Linked DNA regions of Triticum aestivum: region 1 is linked to region 2. A link is a contact called in public Hi-C data. All regions are on one chromosome and are shown on one strand. The core of a region is the stretch at or near the end of the contact, and the rest is flanking DNA. Distances in the headings are between cores, read along the strand shown.

Region 1 (3,848 bases), core at 84-2,583, 300 kb after region 2:
ACGCCCCCATTGCCCTACCCAAACGGACAGAATTTAGGCTAAACGGACATCTGTTTGGAGTCGTGCGCTGTAGTTGGCCTAAGTTTCTGCCCGCCAGTGGTGTTTACACCAGCGACTGTGTCCAATCATCTATCGCCCAGTCCCCGATCACTGATGCTTGTCTGCGTAACGATGATACTCCAGCAGTGCTTCCTAAAGTTGACATGTTTGTACTATAATGTAAAGTTTAGTTGCATGAAGAAGTAGCCAAGAACTACCGGCGTGGTGGATCCTGACCCTTGTTGGCGAGAGGGCTTTGTTTTTACATGTTTCTTCAAGTTTTGTTAGGGTTTGTGTCATGCTCAGGAAGACGAGACGGCGATGACTCCCTGAAAATGAAATAAGGCTTCTCGCCTAGCACCCGTCCTGATGATGCGTCTAGCATCGTCGGTGGGCGTTAGAGGTGCGTCTCCAACGGATCTGTCCTTGGTGGATTTGCTCGGATCTTGTCGTAGTTCGTCTATGTTCGTGTATCTTTAGGTTGGATACTTCTGTTCCACGCTACTCTTCAACGGCGACGATCTGGTGCGCTGGTCTTATGAGGCCTTAGCACGACGATTTTCCGACTGTCTACTACAACAAGTTATGCTCGGCTCCGGTGATGGAGGGGCGATGATGGCAGCACGCCCTCGACTCGCTTCAATGCTTGTAGTCGTCACTAGGTAGTCTATGAATCTGGATGTATTTTTTATTATATACTGTCATAGTGAAAGATGAATAGGTCGGAAGTTTTCTTGAAAAAGAGCTAGCAAGACTGGTTTTTCAGTTTACACGCGCACCAAAAATATTTATTCCTTTTTCACTAACCGGTCTCTCATAATGCCAGTCATGCAGAATTTTTTCCTTCTTTTTGGCTTCTTTGATTCGTATAATTTGTAAAACACAGGAATATAAAAACACAAAAATATAGTGGCATGTCATCTTCAATGCTACCACTCCTCCGTTCCAAAATTATTGTCGTGGTTTTAGTTCACATGATATGCCGTAGAATTCTTCGCATGAGGTTCGAGTGGATGAAAATTTTCCGATACATTAAGATTCCTTTAGAAACCCTTTGAATAAAAAATCCCACAAATGGGGGTTAGTATTATTGCCCCTTTACTGAAAAGAAGGGATAATTCCTGAAACACTAGAAAAGGCACGAAATGGCCCCGAAAAGCCGCAAGCGGAGATGAGCTCGGAGCTCCCTCCCTCCAGTGCGATTCCCCCCTCGAGCCTCACTTCACTAAAACGGAGTAGGAGTATAAAAAAGAAAGAGGGGAGAGAGAGACAGAAGAAGCGTCTCGGTTTTAACTCCCGACAGGCAGCAGCACACACGACGCACCAACCAGCGACAGCAAAGCCCAGAGGCCTGCCTCAGCGGCAGCAGCTCGCAACTCTCACCCCTCCCTCTCTCTCTAGCTCCCTCCCTCTCTCTCTAGTAGTAGTAGGACTAGACGGGGTCCTTGGTCTCCGTGTTGCTGCTGCTTCTGGTCTAGCTTGTCGGGACGGAGCCGCCGCCGCCGCCGCTCGCTGGGGCACGGCAGCTTTGCGGAAGAGCCCGGCCGGCCGGCCTGCCGGTGTCCGGGACCCATACAGCGAAAAAGAAACTCGGCGCCGCGCGTGGTCCTCTGTGACTCATGCGCGGGAGCCACCGAAGCTAGCAAGCTTCCGCGTGTGAAGAGGCGGCCATGGCGCAGTCGCCGGCGAGCTCCGCCGTCGCGGCGTCGGCTCCATGCGAAGGTACTTGTCACTTCTTTCTTGCTTTTCGCGCATTTCTCCGGCCCCTCCCCGCGCTTCGACGAGGCGGAGGTGGTACAGCTGGAAAAGGAAGGAGGGGTCTCTCCTTTTCTTGGTCGCTGACGCGGCGGTGGGCGCAGGGGAGCGCAAGGCGCCGGCGATCAACGGGGAGCTGTGGCACGCCTGCGCGGGGCCGCTGGTGTCGCTGCCGCCGGTGGGCAGCCTCGTCGTCTACTTCCCCCAAGGCCACAGCGAGCAGGTGTGTGAGTGAGACCTATCTGTTCGCCAGTGCCATTTGCGCAGTGCTCGTTCTATGCTCCCCATGGTTCTGTTCTTCAATGATAATCTTCCCTCCTTTTTGCGCTTCTAGCCAACTAAATCGATTCCCTGCTCTATACTTCTTTTAGAGTAAGCGTTTGGTTTTCACTTTTACTTTTTGATGATTTAATCTACCATGAGAGAATCCTTTGAAGTTCAAGAGGGTTCATAATATGGCCTTCTTAAAAGAAAAACAGATGCTATCATGGATATGTTGCATTTCCAGTAGTTGTGATTGGAGGGCTATACTACTTGCTTGCTACTAATTGCTTTCTCAAGCCAGTAGTATTCTTGGGTTATTGGAGGAGTGGTTGGGAGCCTCCCTTTGGGCCTACTTCCTTCCTTTCCTTCTGTTGGCTTTTGGTGTCTTGTGGAGTATAGGAGCACTGTTTTCTTGCTATCAAGTTTGGTAGTACATGCAACATGCATCCATGTATAGCTTCGTATTATTTGCATTTATGGTCCTGATTTCTGCTGCACCTTCCACTGATTCTGCACTGCCAAAACAGCCTGCCTGCTTTCAGAAAGATTTTCAGCTGCTATGCTATTGCTATGGTGTTCTTGACAGATTCTGTAAAAGATCAATCCCTAATTCTGCAACTGTGCTCCCCTTTTAAAAAGTTCAGCAAGAAAAATAAGTTTTTTTAATGTATGTGGGACATTCGGCTGTGTCGCCCATGATGATATGTGGGGGGAACACTTTAGCAGTGTACCTATGGCATGCAGAGTTCATCTAAAAGGAGTTCACTCATGAGGCTGCACTTTCTGCACTTCAAAATTACTTTTCTCCTAATTTTTTAGGGAAGCCGCAGAAAGTTGGTGTATAAAAAGGGAAGCATGTTTGAATGCTTGTACTTCCTCAATCATTCCATGAGATAATTCATGTTTTACAACGGAAAGTTTTAGCAATGTATGATTGGGAGGATAACAGTGCTTACGTGTACAGAAAACAGCTGGATTTGTTTTTGGAAAACCCTTGTCCAAAATACCTGGTACTTGGTTTAGCCGCCTGAATGCTTTTCTTTCTATCAATCGCTTCATAATTTAAAAAATGCTGTTTTTTTTTGTATTGATGAAAACGCCGTGTTGCATCTTTATTCAATAAAAATAGTCACTCATCTTTATCTTCAAAATAGAAAAAGAAACTTACTTGGACTTGGTGTCTGGTTCAGGTTGCAGCTTCTATGCAAAAGGATGTCGAAGCGCATGTGCCGAGCTACCCCAACCTTCCCTCAAAGTTGATATGTCTTCTGCACAGCGTCACTTTGCAAGTAATCTAACAGCCTTGTTTCCCATACTGTTCAACACGACGCGCCCGCGATTGCAAGCTCTGAAAGATGTTGTCTCTTGATTTTTCAGGCAGACCCAGATACTGACGAGGTGTATGCGCAGATGACTCTTCAGCCAGTGAATACAGTAAGCATCTGAATTCTGCAGGTTTTCCCCAAGAATTTCTCTGCGTGTTTCCAATGCTTTAATCCCTATGTTGCTCCTGATCATGTGTTTTTATCAGTATGCAAAAGAGGCGTTGCAGCTGTCAGAGCTTGCGCTAAGACAAGCGAGGCCACAGATGGAGTTCTTCTGCAAGACGCTCACCGCTAGCGATACGAGCACGCACGGAGGCTTCTCCGTGCCTCGCCGTGCCGCGGAGAAGATATTCCCTTCCCTGGTAAGCAGGCATCAGATTTCCAGGTCTTTTCCACGACAAAAACTCATGTACCAGTATCATGGTGCCATCTTAATTTCGTTACTTTGTTCTGTAGGATTTCTCG
Region 2 (3,916 bases), core at 1,297-3,796:
GGTGATGCGTAGAAAATTTTAAAATCCTGCTACGTTCCCCAACAGTTTCGTACCCTACCATAATCTCTTCATTTGTTCTCCGCTATTAGTGACTTTGGAGTGACTCTTTGTTGCATGTTGAGGGATAGTTATATGATCCAATTATGTTATTATTGTTGAGGGAACTTGCACTAGTGAAAGTATGAACCCTAGGCCTTGTTTCCTAGCATTGCAATACCGTTTATGCTCACTTTTATCATTAGTTACCTTGCTGTTTTTATAATTTCAGATTACACAAACCTTTATCTACTATCCATATTGCACCTGTATCACCATCTCTTCGCCGAACTAGTGCACCTATACAATTTACCATTGTATTGGGTGTGTTGGGGACACAAGAGACTCTTTGTTATTTGGTTGCAGGGTTGCTTGAGAGAGACCATCTTCATCCTACGCCTCCTACGGATTGATAAACCTTAGGTCATCCACTTGAGGGAAATTTGCTACTGTCCTACAAACCTCTGCACTTGGAGGCCCAATAACGTCTACAAGAAGAAGGTTGTGTAGTAGACATCAGGCCCCAACCGGCGTCGTCGATGTAGAGCTTGCCACGGCAACTCTTCGTCATCCTGCCGATGGCGTATCCCTCGATCCTTGGGAAAGAGCCATTCAAGAACTCGAAACCACCGTGCACTGGCCCCACGATGGGCGCCAACTATTGTGGTTTTGTCATGGCAGATGTCCTAGTGTGAGGGCTTAGTCGTGAGACCATTACAACCATGTGGTTAGCTTGTCGGGTTGATCAAATTGAGAGACGCGGATTTACCCAGGTCCGGCCCCTCATGATCGAGGTAATAGCCTACTTCCTGCTTGTTGCTTATTGCTTTGGGATCAATTACAAGGGAGTGGATTCGCTTGGCCTAGCTATTGACCGATTGTCCCCTCCCCCTATCTGCCTCTGGGACTCACCTTTATATATAGGTCGAGGCCCAGAGCTTACAAGAGTTCGGGTCGTATTACGATCCATGACCAAGCATGCTTTTGACTTGTCTTGCTTCCTAAGTAAGGAACCTCCAGGCGGCTTACACTTTTGGGCCTTGAGTCGATGTCTTCGGATATTGGGCCGCAAGCCAGCCTACCCCATGGTGAGCCGCCCTACTAGTCTTGTTCCTCAGCGCCACGACCTGTCTTGAGTCTTTCTCATCAGCTGCCACCTGGAAGACCCGGCCCAGTATGGCGGGTCATATCCCCAACAGTAAGTAAATTAATATGATTGAGCGACATATTCGGAAGGTGCGGCTAAGTATGACGTGGTGGGAAAAACTGACTGGATGAAAAAAAAATGATGGAGAACATGGTGGGAGGGGTAAACCTGTTGACCAAGACTTGTGCTACTAGCCACGGTGATACCACCACTTTAGATGCTCCCATAATACCAATTCAAATAATTCAAAGTTAAATGCTTAAAAAAATCTGAGAAAAATCAAGGATGTTCACAACACACGTGTCTACAATCTCTACAAATTTCATATCCAAACTCTATATACACACCGAGAAACAAAAAAAGGACAAATCCAGATGTAAATAGTGCAGTTTTTCACACTTTTTGTGGTTTTGTCATTGCTGACACTATTCATGCTGAATTTGTCTTTTTTGTAGCACACCTGTTGTGAACGTCCATAATTCTTCTCATAATTTTTTGAAGCATTTAAATTTGAAATTGTTTTCAATTGGTATCGTGGAGCATCTAAGTGGTGGTATCACCTCATATATTCTCCCTATGAGTCCATCGTGTCTCTGTACTTGCCTGGACTGGTAGTCTTTGTTCGTATAAATCACACATATTTTCTATACATCTAGTTTTAAATCCCGGACGTCAATTTTTGCGGCTAACGAAGATTTGACGGATTAGGCAATTTAGCCTATGTGCAAGAACGTGGAATCTTGTTTGTTTTATGTTTTAATAATATAGTGTAAAATAGACATATGAGTCAATCTTTCCCCCCGCTAGAGCCCAAGGGATGGTCTCATTCTCCATACACTGCCACCCTTAACCTTATCTTGGTTGAAAGAAGTCTTTGGGCGACATGTTTGTCTTTTGACCAAGCGGTTCAGCGCAAGGAGGAGGAGGAAGAAGATGAAAGGCTATTAGTGACATGAACAAGGTTTACTTATATGTTCATGGGCCTGGCCCACCCATTTATATACTCAAGGCGAAGACGGCGATCTTAATTAACGGAGTCTCAGCCGCGCCCGAATCCCCAGTACCATTTCGATTTTCTTTCTCTTTTGAACACACAAGTGCCGGTTGGGTGATAATGGGAGGGATATGCGGGAATCATTGCTGCAGATAAACCCATATCCTATCCTACTCCGCCCCTCCCTCCACGTCACTCTCATCATGGCTCAGATCAGAACTGAGATCGACTTCACAGTGCAGCGTTGCGTGCCCGTGACACGGACGAGTCCGTCACCCAGCAGAGCACAGCAGATCGCCGGAAGTGGATAAGCAATAGCGGCACAACAAACCGGGCACTAAAAGAGGGCCGGCCGCGGGACTCGGATAGAACCAAACGTCCACGCCCCGGACTCTCGCTCACTCCCCGTCCCACGGGAGGAGGATGAGATAGCCCCACGACTTACTATAAGAAGGCCCGATCAGCCGACCCAGTCTCCCAACAGTGAGTACACGCCAACGGACTGTGACACCACCGCAGTCACCGCCCGGAGCAGAGAAGGCAGGGAGGGATCGATCGCGGAGGATGGTGGCCCGGGGAAGCGGCGCGGAGGAGGCGCCGCCGCCGACGCAGCAGCGCCTCGTCTTCGCCTACTACATCACCGGCCACGGCTTCGGCCACGCCACCCGCGCCCTCGAGGTCCGCCTCTGTTTCCTCTCGGTGGGCGCGCGCGCGCCCCGACCTGCCCTGCCCTGGGATTTTGATGACGAATTTCCGTTCGATTTTCGCGCAGGTGGTGAGGCACCTGATCGGCGCGGGGCACGAGGTGCACGTGGTCACCGCCGCGCCGGAGTTCGTCTTCACCACCGAGATCGACTCCCCCAGCCTCCACATCCGCAGGGTCCTGCTCGACTGCGGCGCCGTGCAGGCCGACGCGCTCACCGTCGACCGACTCGCATCCCTCGAGAAGGTCCAACCCCAACCCGACCGGCCGTGTTGTTTCTCTTTAATATCCCCCCCTCGCCTTCTACTAGTTGATTGACTGATCGTACGGTGGCCGCGGAATGCAGTACCATCAGACGGCCGTGGTGCCCCGCGAGGCGATACTCAGGACTGAAGTGGAGTGGCTCCACTCAATCAAGGCCGACTTAGTGGTACTTACTTTTTTTCTCCTCCGGCGACTCCTGCCAGTTTACTTTTACTGTTATATGATATCTGAAATCTCCATGAACGCTGCCATGCAGCATCTGAATTCAGAGTTATGTTGTCTGTTGACCATGGGCAGGTTTCGGATGTTGTCCCGGTGGCGTGCAGGGCGGCTGCAGATGCTGGCATTCGCTCCGTGTGTGTCACGAATTTCAGGTGAGTTGTTCCTCTGCTTGCTTCGTTCCAAGTGTTGCGAATGCCATGAGGCTGTACAAACGGCCGAGCCAGTTGTCACTTAGGTTGAGTATTTTAGGGAATCAGTGTTTACTTACTTACTGTAGTCAACTCAACTAATTTATGTCTACTTTCTGCTGCTAACATCTTGATGGCATGGCACATACATACTGATGCATTTTCTGTAACTTCTTGATGATCTCTGTATAAATTGTTATCTGGTATATTTAAGCCACAAAATTCTGCAGCTGTGTGTAATGCTAACAAATACCATATAGTTATAAAAAAACAATACCTTATAATTCAATTACTCCCTCTGTTCACAAATATAAGATGTTTTAACTTTTTCCTGAATCAGATGTATATAAGCATGATTTAGT

The links. A called contact is a pair of places that touch in the nucleus more often than the background predicts.
Region 1: a Hi-C map of leaf shows a contact between it and region 2, with 9 times the contacts expected there. The contact joins the promoter of LOC123132208 here to the promoter of LOC123132207 in region 2. A contact is called at or near these places in 2 of 5 Hi-C or Micro-C datasets (both in leaf).

Annotation. Positions count from the first base shown.
Region 1 is chr6A:86,184,095-86,187,942 of IWGSC CS RefSeq v2.1, forward strand. LOC123132208 (auxin response factor 5) reads left to right here and starts at 1,334. Exons shown (of 14, transcript XM_044551981.1): 1 at 1,334-1,761; 2 at 1,899-2,017; 3 at 3,249-3,347; 4 at 3,436-3,492; 5 at 3,590-3,745; 6 at 3,840-3,848. The coding sequence starts at 1,710.
Region 2 is chr6A:85,885,135-85,889,050 of IWGSC CS RefSeq v2.1, forward strand. It overlaps LOC123132207 (L-arabinokinase), which reads left to right and starts at 2,547. Exons shown (of 29, transcript XM_044551980.1): 1 at 2,547-2,855; 2 at 2,950-3,126; 3 at 3,227-3,310; 4 at 3,442-3,518. The coding sequence starts at 2,742.